Regions from separate parts of the Mus musculus genome. Here region 2 is linked to region 1. The links are chromatin contacts, called in public promoter capture Hi-C maps. All regions are on one chromosome and are shown on one strand. The core of a region is the stretch at or near the end of the contact, and the rest is flanking DNA. Distances in the headings are between cores, read along the strand shown. Region 1 holds the start of Naxe (NAD(P)HX epimerase). Region 2 holds the start of Etv3l (ets variant 3-like).

What was found. Promoter capture Hi-C pulls out the DNA fragments that hold promoters and counts their contacts.
Region 2: a contact with region 1 is called in a promoter capture Hi-C map of stem cell-derived epiblast-like cells, with 4 times the contacts expected there. The contact joins the promoter of Etv3l here to the promoter of Naxe in region 1. A contact is called at or near these places in 3 of 39 promoter capture datasets (embryonic stem cells, hippocampal neurons and stem cell-derived epiblast-like cells).

The regions. Positions count from the first base shown.
Region 1 is chr3:88,054,849-88,060,266 of GRCm38.p6, reverse strand. It overlaps Naxe (NAD(P)HX epimerase), which reads left to right and starts at 1,772. Exons shown (of 6, transcript NM_144897.3): 1 at 1,772-1,940; 2 at 2,029-2,137; 3 at 2,236-2,346; 4 at 2,430-2,543; 5 at 3,134-3,281; 6 at 3,491-3,744. The coding sequence starts at 1,777. The coding sequence ends at 3,693. Gpatch4 (G patch domain containing 4) reads right to left here. Exons shown (of 8, transcript NM_001110809.2): 8 at 4,273-5,309. The coding sequence ends at 4,538.
Region 2 is chr3:87,548,122-87,553,765 of GRCm38.p6, reverse strand. It overlaps Etv3l (ets variant 3-like), which reads right to left and starts at 3,709. Exons shown (of 6, transcript NM_001370856.1): 1 at 3,531-3,709.

The sequences.
Region 1 (5,418 bases), core at 523-3,022:
GATTGAATATTCTTATCTATGATAGGCTAAAAATACACTAGGGGTTTGGCAGAATTAAGAAAACCTGAAAGGTTGCATGCTGGCAATAAAGGGGAGGCAGCGATTGTAGAAACAGCTCTCATTGGTTGTCTCCTGAGTTCTGTGGATGGGATATTTTCTGTATTGTTCTATAGTCACAGCCCATCAGAATGAAATCAACAGGATAAGTTGCAGAAGGCTGTAAGGTCAGCCTGCTGAGATCCCAGCTCCACCACCAGCCATCATTATCACTGGGCAGGTGGGCAGGTCTTCCTTTTTTTCTTTTTTAATTAATCTTTGAAACGGGAATACTAAGGTTGCTATGAAGTGAGGTGGTTCATGTTAGCACCTGGTATGTGTAAGTGCTTAACATATTATCTATGCCAAATAAACATATTTCACATTGTGTTTTAGAAATGAATCTTCAGGGCTGGAGAGATGGCTCAGTGTGGTTAAGAGCACTGGCTGCTCTTCCAGAGGACCTGAGTTCAAATCCCAGCAACCACATGGTGGCTCACAACCACCCGTAACGAGATCTGACACCTTCTGGCGTGTCCTGAAGACAGCTACAGTGTACTCACATATAATAAATAAAGCTTTCCACCGGAACAAGAGGGCCAAGAGCAAGCAGGGGGTCCTGAGTTCAATTCCCAGCAACCACATGGCTCACAACCTATACATAAACAAACAAACAAACAAACACTAAACTTAAATAAAGCCAGCTACAGTGGCTCAGACCCAGAATCTCAGAGGATCAGGGATTTAAAGCCATTTTTGCAACGTAAGACATAAGATCCAAGGCAGCCTAGGCCACATGAGACTGCTTGTACTGCTTGTAGTTCTGGGGACCTGACACCTCTGGTTCCCGAGGGCACCTGTGTGACCGCACATACCCATACTCTGAAACAACTGAAAACAAAATCAGCTGACCAAAAATAAACTAACTAAATATTTTCCAGCAAATCTGTAAGGAGCCTTGAGTAACTCACATGCTAGTGAAATCAGAAAAATAAAGCTGGTGAGGTCCTGCGTAAGACCACAGAACCTTGGACTTGAAGTACAATTACCGGAGTAATCTAAAGTTCCTGCCACTATCACAGCCTTAAAAATTCTATTTTCTACATTACATAAGTAAAACAGACAGGGCAGAGGTCCACAAAACCACTTGAAGAGCAAGGGCACTGACAACCTGTGATTGATCCTCGGATCTTACTCTTTGGATGGAGAGATCGGATGCACAGAAATTGTCCTCTGACCTCTATATGTGCAGCAAGGCACGTGCATGCCTCTTCCCTCCAACCCTTGCATTTTTAAATGTTAAAAACAAACAAGTCGGCATGGTGGTGCACGCCGTTAATCCCAGCACTTGGGAGGCAGAGGCAGGCGGATTTCTGAGTTCGAGGCCAGCCTGGTCTACAAAGTGAGTTCCAGGACAGCCAGGGCTACAGAGAAACCCTGTAAAAAGCAGGGGCAGCGAGAGGTCAAAGATACTAATTTTTAAAAAACTGCGTGCAATCACACCTTTCAGCAAGGAGGCAACAGAACTGCTTCAAGATGGTGGCCAGCCAGGACTGCAGAGGGAGCGAAGCACATCTGTTTGGAACTCTGCGACGCCGGGGAAAGGTGAGAACGCAGGGCGGAACGAAGGTGGGCGGAACGCCTGATAGTCTGGGACTAGGAACGGACGGTTAGATGCAGAGGCTCTGGGGCGGGGCGGGCCCTGCGCATGCGCCGTGCGAGCGGCGCTCTGCTAGTCGAATGTCCGGGCTGCGGACGCTGCTGGGGCTGGGGCTGCTGGTTGCGGGCTCGCGCCTGCCACGGGTCATCAGCCAGCAGAGTGTGTGTCGTGCAAGGCCCATCTGGTGGGGAACACAGCGCCGGGGCTCGGAGACCATGGCGGGCGCTGCGGTGAAGTACTTAAGGTACGGCCGCCCTCTCCCGCGGGGGCGGGGCAGGGCAGGCCGCGGCCCCAGCACCCCAGGGGCGGACTCAGGCCAGGACTTCCCTCAGTCAGGAGGAGGCTCAGGCCGTGGACCAAGAGCTTTTTAACGAGTATCAGTTCAGCGTGGATCAACTCATGGAGCTGGCCGGGTTGAGCTGTGCCACGGCTATTGCCAAGGTAAGCGGCACAGCGAGAAACCTCAGTGAGGTGCAGGTGGGGAGGTCCCCGGCGGTGGCGCACACAGCGGTGACTGCCCTCTGCACTTCTGCCTTCAGGCTTATCCCCCCACGTCTATGTCCAAGAGTCCCCCGACTGTCTTGGTCATCTGTGGCCCCGGAAATAACGGAGGGGATGGGCTGGTCTGTGCGCGACACCTCAAACTTTTTGTAAGTATGTGAACGGAGTTTTTTGTGGCAAGGTATGAAGACTCGGGATCGGAGATTGAATGGCTACTTTCCTTTTCAACTAGGGTTACCAGCCAACTATCTATTACCCCAAAAGACCTAACAAGCCCCTCTTCACTGGGCTAGTGACTCAGTGTCAGAAAATGGACATTCCTTTCCTTGGTGAAATGCCCCCAGAGGTAGGTGGGTTGATGCCTGTTTCTACAGTAAGTACTGCCCCTGTCCTGCCCTTCCCATTTTCAGATCAAGCTGGCCTGCCTAGTGTCTGTCTGCCCTAAAAGTGTTCTCTGAAAAAAAGTGGTGTAGAAGCCCCTCCAGACTGTGTGCTCCACGACTTTCCAGGCACTCCTATTCTGCAGCCAAACAACTCCCACAACATGCATCTAACAATAATCTGGCCCTCAGGGCCTCATCCTGAACCTTTTCTGTAGATGCATGGATTAAAGGGTGGGAAGTCAGAAATTAAAACAAAACAAAAACCAGAAAGCCCCAGCTTATTCTATGGATGAAGACACTGATATGCAGAACAGAACTAGTCTCTTCTGGCTTCCAGTGTCAGGAAGCCTGAGACTGGCAGTCACCCCTTCTCACCAGTGACAGGCAGGTAGGTACTCAGGCCTGGATTCAGACTGTCCTGAATGAGCAACTCCTCTTTACTGTGCCTTAGGAACCAGTTATATACATGCTTCTGTGGTCAGTGGGTGCAGGGACAGGCCTCCCTAGGTGACAGCAGCTCCTGACATCCTTTCCCCTTCCCTCACGCTCCCAGCCCATGATGGTGGACGAGCTGTATGAGCTGGTGGTGGACGCCATCTTCGGCTTCAGTTTCAAGGGTGACGTTCGGGAGCCATTCCACAGCATCCTGAGTGTCTTGAGTGGACTCACTGTGCCCATTGCTAGCATCGACATTCCCTCAGGTGCTGAGACTCAGGTGGCTGGGAGACTCGTGCTCAAACCTGGCTAAGGCTGGTACCCAGGGGACTGTCCCACATTAGGGCTGGGGAGCAAAGTTCATGCTGCCTGGCCCTGTGGAAAACCAGAGCCCGATAGTACATGGGACTGAGGGCTTTCCCTCTTCCTTAGGACCAGGCCACCTGTATGTCCTTATACTACTTTCTCTCTTCAGGATGGGATGTAGAGAAGGGAAACCCTAGCGGAATCCAACCAGACTTACTCATCTCACTGACGGCACCCAAGAAGTCTGCAACTCACTTTACTGGCCGATATCATTACCTTGGGGGTCGCTTTGTACCACCTGCTCTAGAGAAGAAGTACCAGCTGAACCTGCCATCTTACCCTGACACAGAGTGTGTCTACCGTCTACAGTAAGGGAGGTGGGTAGGCAGGATTCTCAATAAAGACTTGGTACTTTCTGTCTTGAAATTGGAGTCTTCTGGCCTTAATAATTATCAGTGGGTTGTGCTGTCTCTGGGGAAACAGACCAGCATTTGTAAGCAATGGGAAATAGGTGTTTCACCCAGGAATGATTCTTACTTATTTGTAATAGACAGGGAGGTAGATGATGCCTCTAAACTAATTCAGTGTATCATTGTAGCAAGACCCCCAGAGGGTAACAGGATTCCTTCAAGTCTCCAAATGCCATCTACTTTGTGTTCAGACCTTCTCATGCTGGGAATGCTGACATCAACTGGGAAGGACCTAGAAGCTTGGGGTCCAAGCTCTCATTTCATCATGATCAGAACAGTCTGGGAGGGTAACCCAACCCATACATATAAATGTATGTTTTTCTTAACCTTCATGGTATTTAAAATGAAAACATTTTGTAGGGTATGATAGTGTATGCTTCTGATCTGAGCACTCTTGAGGCAAAGATGCCTGGATTTCTGTGAGTTCTAGGAAAGCCAGAGCTGTATTAGAGAAACCCTGTCTCAAAAACAAAACAAAGACATTTCATGTAAGTCTACATTTTCAGACTTTTAAAAGAGACACTCCAAATATTCCTCCATCCTGATTCCTCTTCCCACCATCCTTTAGCTGGTGAGCTGCCAGGCACCAGGTTTATACTTTTTGGACAGCAAGTTTCACAGGGGACCATGTCCACCCCCTCAGCCAGTATAGAATGCATTGGCTCTCCTCTGCAGACTGGGGCTCCAGAGCTGCTTGCAGAGTGTGCAGAAACCCTGCCCTAAACCAGGCTATCCCTGAAAAGGAGTCAGCTGAGATCCACTTCAGACCCTCGGTCCCTCTTCCGCTTCTTCTTTTTGGCTCTCTCCTTTGGGTATTGCCGACTTCTCTCACCTGCATCCTCTGCTACCCATGTCCCACCATCATCTTTACTGCTTACATCTAAGTCCTCCTCACAGCACTGCTGTCTTTTCCTTTTGTCTTTTCTTCTGACCTTTCTCTCTCCTTTTGTTAGGTCATCCTTCCCTTCTTCCTCTTGGGTATCTAAGTCCTCCCCACACGTCCCTCGCTTCTTGCTGCTTCTCCTGGGGTCTTTGTCTCCTCCACTGTTGACTGCCTTTGGCCGGCTTGTCACATCTCTACCTCCTTCATCACAGACTCCCATCTCCCCGTCTTCTTCATGGCGCTGCTTCCTCCTTTTCTTCTTTTTCCTGGAAGGCTGATCAGATTGCTCTGTGCTCAGTTCTCTGGGCCCACTCTCTCCTGCAGCCTCTTCCTCCTCACTTCCTATAGCCGTTCCCTGTCTCTCGGCTTTCTGCCTCTTCTTCTTCTTCCTGCTGTCCCTGAAGCTCCTGTCCGTGTGTCCCAGCAGCTCGTCACCTAGACTCTTTTCAGTTGTTGCAGCCTCTTCCCCCTCTTTCTGCTTCCTCTTCTTTTTCTTTTTTTGGGAAGGCTCACTGTCAGTCAGTGGTTGAGAGGTGCCCAGAGCCTTTGAGCCTTTGAGCTGAGCCAGAAAGGCCTGCTCTTGGGCCTCCAGGCGAGCAAGCTTGGCCTTCATGGTGATACCAATCCGGGCAGCCCTAAGACAGAGATATGATGGGTCTAAGTCAGCAAGGGTATTACAAAGAAAGTTGGGAACAGAGGGAGGGGGCAGCCAAGCTTCAAACATGAACTTGTGAACAACAGCAA
Region 2 (5,644 bases), core at 2,460-4,959, 510 kb after region 1:
GGGACAAAGCTCCAGCTGGGCGTGCTGCCAAAGACAACCTCCCAAGCTGCTTCACCCTCGAAGCTGATGTGAACTTGGGACGGCCACCAGTTCAGGACGAGGTGCTGCTCTTGTTACGTTACTTCACTAATTCCTCACAATAATCTTTTGAGGTTGGTATTGGCTACATTTTGTAAGCTGAGGAAACAGAGGCTCAAAAGATTAAGAGACTTGCTCAAGATCCTGCCAAGTGGTAGAGCTGGATGAGAACAGGTCTGTCTGACTCCAGGCACTGAGCTGTAATTGGTCAACTGGGGCAGAAGAGTTGGAACTCTAAGGAGAGAGGCAAGGCTGACAGGAGGCCCTGGCCCTGAAGGAAACTGTCCAACCAAGCCTGGGATGTCGGCTCTTTGCCAGAAAAATTTCAACAGTAGTCCCAGGAAGCCAGAGGCCAGCCAACCCAATGGGCAAGCATGAGAAAGATAGAAACACAAACACACACACATAGACATAGACACACACACAGACACATTCACATAGACATACAGACACATTCACATAGACACACAGACATATTCACATAGACACACAAAGATACATTCACATAGTTTCACACAGATACACATACATACATACACACAGACACATAAATACACAGACATACACAGACACATGCAGAAACACAGATTTCCATATAGATATACAGGAGCATATATACACAAGCATACACATATACACACACAGACACACATGGACACATACACACAGACACATATGTATAGATACACACTGAGACATACTTGACACAGACACATACACATAAACACACAGGCACATGGATGCATACACACAGACACATACACATAGGTACACACAGAGACACACACGGACACGTACACACAGAGACACACACGGACACATACACACACACACACATAGAGAGACACACAGACACACATTTTTAGAGACACACAGACATACAGACATACACATAAAGACACACACACTCACATACAAGGACACAGACACATAAACACAAGCCTTTGAGCCCAGTACAGTATGTATGTAGAAACTTAGAGTGAAAGTCATTTTTGTGGTGCTGGATGGGGTAGCTCACACTTGTAGAATCAGCAGAGACAAGGGGCTTGCTCCTAGTTCAAGGCCAGCCTGAGCGACAAAGAGTTAGGGGCCAGCAAATGTGCCATGGGTAGGCCCTGCCTCAAACAAAACAAATCAATAAAAGTTATGAAAAGAAAGTCATGCTGTCATTGGGACCTTTGAAGCCAGGGACCAAGTAACCAGATCGACTGGACAAAACCTGAGCTTTTCAGCGCCCTGTTGAATCAGCGGCAGGTAGGATTGTTGATGTGCAGAGAAGAGAGAGGCAGAGAGACATAAGCCTGAAAGAGCCAGGCAGAGAGCTGGATCCTGGACAGTGAGACCAGACTGGGACCCAGGGCCAGAAGGACAGGAACGGAGAGGAGATCACAGTGACAGCCACAGTGACAGCAGGAGAGACCTCAGAGGCTCCAGAGGTTGGAAAGGCCGCTTCTCCTTCCTTCCCTCCCCAGTCTGACTGGAAACCTCCCATCTCTGCCCTGGCTCTTGGCAGGTGGGGACGCTGGCTCTGAGGCTGCTGCTGATATTAGCGAAGGCTTTGAATGGGGATGGGTGGAGCAGCTGGGGATGGTGGGGAAGCAGCCAGCGCCTTTCTGCCTCTACTCACGTCCTTTCCCTTCTTCCCTGACCTGGTATTCCTCCCTCTCTTGGGGATGGCACCTTTGGGGAGAGGCTCCCTCAGCCCCTCCATCATGGGTCTTAGATCTCCACCTAGCCTCTGGTGGCAGCCCCACCCCTGTGGCCTAAGGTTTAGAACTCCAAACCCAGACACTTAATGTCAACTCCCATAGGGCTGGTAGGAATGGGTTGTTGAAGGTTAGAGAAAAATCCCCTCACAGATGCTTAGGGGAATGGGCCATGGAGGTGGTTGTCACAGGCTTCAGTCTGGGGCTCTGCCCTCCTCTGATCTTCAGCCTACCTCTTCCCTCCCCCCACCCCTCCCTCTTCCCTCCAGCTTTCCTTCTCACCTGTGGCTTCCTCTTGTCGGGCTGTTTCCTGTGCTCCCTCCTCAGCTCTGTGCGGTCTCTGTTCACCCCTGCTCCCTGTCTGGGTGGCTGGTCTCTCCTGGTCTCAGTCTCACCACCGATCATCCAGCCCTGTTCTGTGTGGCGGGCTTTGCCACTTTTGCCTCTTGCCCGCCCTTTTCTGTCTCCCCCTACCCTGGGCTGCTCCCTTTCCACAACTGCCTCTGGTGCCCACTCTCTTCCCACAGTGCTGGTCTCATTCATCATATTCTTATCCAATGTTCCTTAGGGAAGCCTCCCGAACATCCCACCCCGGCCCTTAGTCTCCCCACCAGGAACAAGAAATCCCGTGCAGCAGGCACTAAGGGGGCAGCAGGGCAAGGCAGGCAGGAGATGAAAGTTCCAGCAAACAGTTGAGCTGGGTGAGCTCATCACTGCCCAGGGCAGGGCGTTAGATCAGCCGGAAAACCCGGCAGCAAGCAGAGGTAGCCCGCAACCCTGCATCCCAGCATCCAAGGCCTCCGTCCATAAAAACCAATCCCGTGTCTACATCTAGCCCAGACCTCCAGGCTAGACCTGAGCCCTTCACTTTCTATCAAGTCTGAAGCTCTCTCAGCTGATTCTGTGCTTGAGTCTCTATGCCCAGGAGGCTCCACTGTCCTTTGACAAAGCCAGAGAGATCAAACCCCCTCCACCCCGACCCTGACCCAGGGCTTGGAGAGAGTTTGAAACTTTCTCTTGGCATCGCACCTGCCTCTCTAGCCTGCATCTGTGCTCACTACCATAAGGGCTCTCATACGTCAGGATTCTTGGCCCTAGTACTTTGGGAAACGGTGTGAGAAAGGAAGAGGGGCAGGTGGATGGAGCAGAACCCTCTTGCCCCACCAGAGGCATGCATCCCTTTAGTTCATCCTGCCAGGCTCAGGAGGAATTCTCTGTCCTGTCTCCACCCACTCCGTGATGCTCCCCAACTCGGCTGCCTCCATCTGCTCCCCAGTCAGCCTCAACAACTGGCCTTTTACCCCCGACCGACCCGACTATCGTCGTCCCCCGAAACCCCCACCCCCACCCCAACCCGTGCCCTGGAGCAATGAGCCTGGGCAGGGGCATGGCTCCTAAGGACCCACAAGGCTAGCAGGATGAGAAGTTGGCTGAGAGCTTGGTTATTTGCTCATCATTCACCCCAGAGTCTTGTCTGTTCCAGATAGTAGATACTGGCCCCACCTTCATAGAAGAACTCCCTGCTACACTGAACCAGTGTCCCTGTGACATCCTCCCACAGATGCCGGAAAGCTCTCTGCCCTGAGCACACAACTCCAGCTCTGTGCCATTCCTCTGGAGAAAGAAAAGCCTCGCCACACCTGTGGGCTTCAGCTCCTTCCGCCCCACTTCCCAACTGTCCCATAACTGGCTCCATATCCGGGTGCACAGAGGAGCCCCCGTCTCAGACCTGCCAGGATGGCTTACCGCTTTGGATCATCAATTCTGCGCGCAGTCTGGTTCCTTCTGACTCGCTCCTTGCCCTTGCTCATCGCGTTAGGGTTACTTAAAATGAGAGCGGGGATCTCCAAGCTCCCAGGGGAGCCAAGGTCGTTTGCAGACAGCACCATTAACCCTTTGAGAGCCAGTGGCACGGCTCGATGCCTTATACAGACACCCCACACATGTGTCCACCTTGCAGCAGAGTAGGGGCTCTTCCTGTGGGGTGGCTGGCTCCTAAAGTACCTGCTAGGGACACTTCCTCCTTTTCAATTCTTCTCAAGGTTACTGACCTGCTGGGACGTCCTGCGAGTTGTCTAGCCATCCATTCTTTCTTGTGTAGCATTCTGTGGAGATCGGAGTTCAGATCTAAAAACTGACCTCATACCTCCCAGACTTAAACGTGACTCCAGCCTTTGCTTGAGATGCGCTCTCACTCACTCACTCACTGACTCACTGACTCACTCACTCACTCACTCACTCACTCACTCACTCACTCACTCACTCACTCACTAGTGCCAGATTGTCACAACCTGTAACTTTCCTTCTTTGGCTAGAATAAAATGATATAGATGAAATATATTTTAAAGTATATTATTTTTTACTTACTCCTTAGTACTGGAGACATGGCTAGGCAAATTCTTCCACCAGTGAGTCCCATCTTCCACATGATAGTTACTCAAGGTCATTTTTCTAAAGATTTAAAGGCACATAATATGTTTACTCTCTTATGGTTCTAGAGATTAAAAAAATTTTTTTAAGACCTTACTAATTTGACTTGAAGTTAGACAACAGGAAGAACTTCCAACTAAAGACTAAGCCAGTTAGGAGACAGTGACTACAGGAGTATCAGACAGCTCAGTGAGGAACAAGATAAGGGCTAGAATTCCCAGGACATCTTGGGGAGGAGATGAGAACTTAGCTGAGATGCCTAAGGAACAGGATCTCAGGTTGATACCTGGGACCAAGCCACCCTGGAGCCTGTCAGGGCTGTGTTCAGCTTTCCAGCCCCAAGCAGGGAGAAGGCTGATGGATGTTGTTGGTATCAGTATGATTTTCCTGTCTTCACTGACTCTGGGAGGCCATGCCCCCACCCCTCAGCATACTGCCTTCTGAGCTGATGGAGATGGGATGGAGGGCACGGAATTACATTCTGGGCTTGTTTTCTGGTTAAATCAACCGAAGCTAGCGTGATGGACAGGTGGGAGAGGGGCTGATTGATGGAAGACAAGAGCTGGGCCTCAGGGAGGGAGGGAGGGTCCTGGTGAAGGCAGGGCTCCGTAGGCCAGAGCCATGCAGGAAGGGTAACCTCGCACAGTGATGGGCAAGAGGAGACACACGGTGAAGGGAAGAGGAGATGTAGTTAGCATCCTGCTGTCTGTCGTAGGTGCTGGGTCTGCAGTGCAGCAGGCTGGCCTGCCCCTTGCTCGCCATCACCCACCTACGCTCATTCACTTAAGAGTTTGAAGCCTGGGCCTCCTGTCCACCATAGACAGGAGGCTGCTCTTCAGGCTCTGTTACTACAGTGCAGAGTCCCTTACAGAACACAAGCTGAGGCCAGGGTGAGAGTTGGGGGGTGGGGAGAGGGGGGCTGGCTGCTTCTTAGTATTTCCATCTCTTCTCCTTTGCTGCTTGGTCACCACCCCAGCATACTTCTTCTCATCTTCCTGGACACCCGACAGGGAAGCCCTCCTTGCTGCCAGCCTCCAGTGTCTCTGTCTTCCTGCTCCATCCATGTCATTATATGTGGACTAGCCAGCCAGGCACTGGGCTTGAAGGTGGTTTCTCAGCTGGCCAGCTGTTTCCTCTACAAGATAAAAGCAAAGTGGGCAGAGTCCTGGGGTAATGGGCCCTGTCACTGAGCAGAACACCAGGAGGCACCCATACCCCTCCTGTATCCACCTACCTACCCAGCTTCTCACACGGCCTCCATACACAGTTAATACATTCATGTTTTTTCAGTTCTAGAAACAGGACCTCATCCTAGCTGAGTATGGCCCTTGCTGGCTCTGAATTCATGACAATGCTCCTGCCTCAGCATCCAGGTGAGATTTCAAGTGTACACTTGAAAATGCCAACTTGGTTGGGGGTTTTAAGATGGT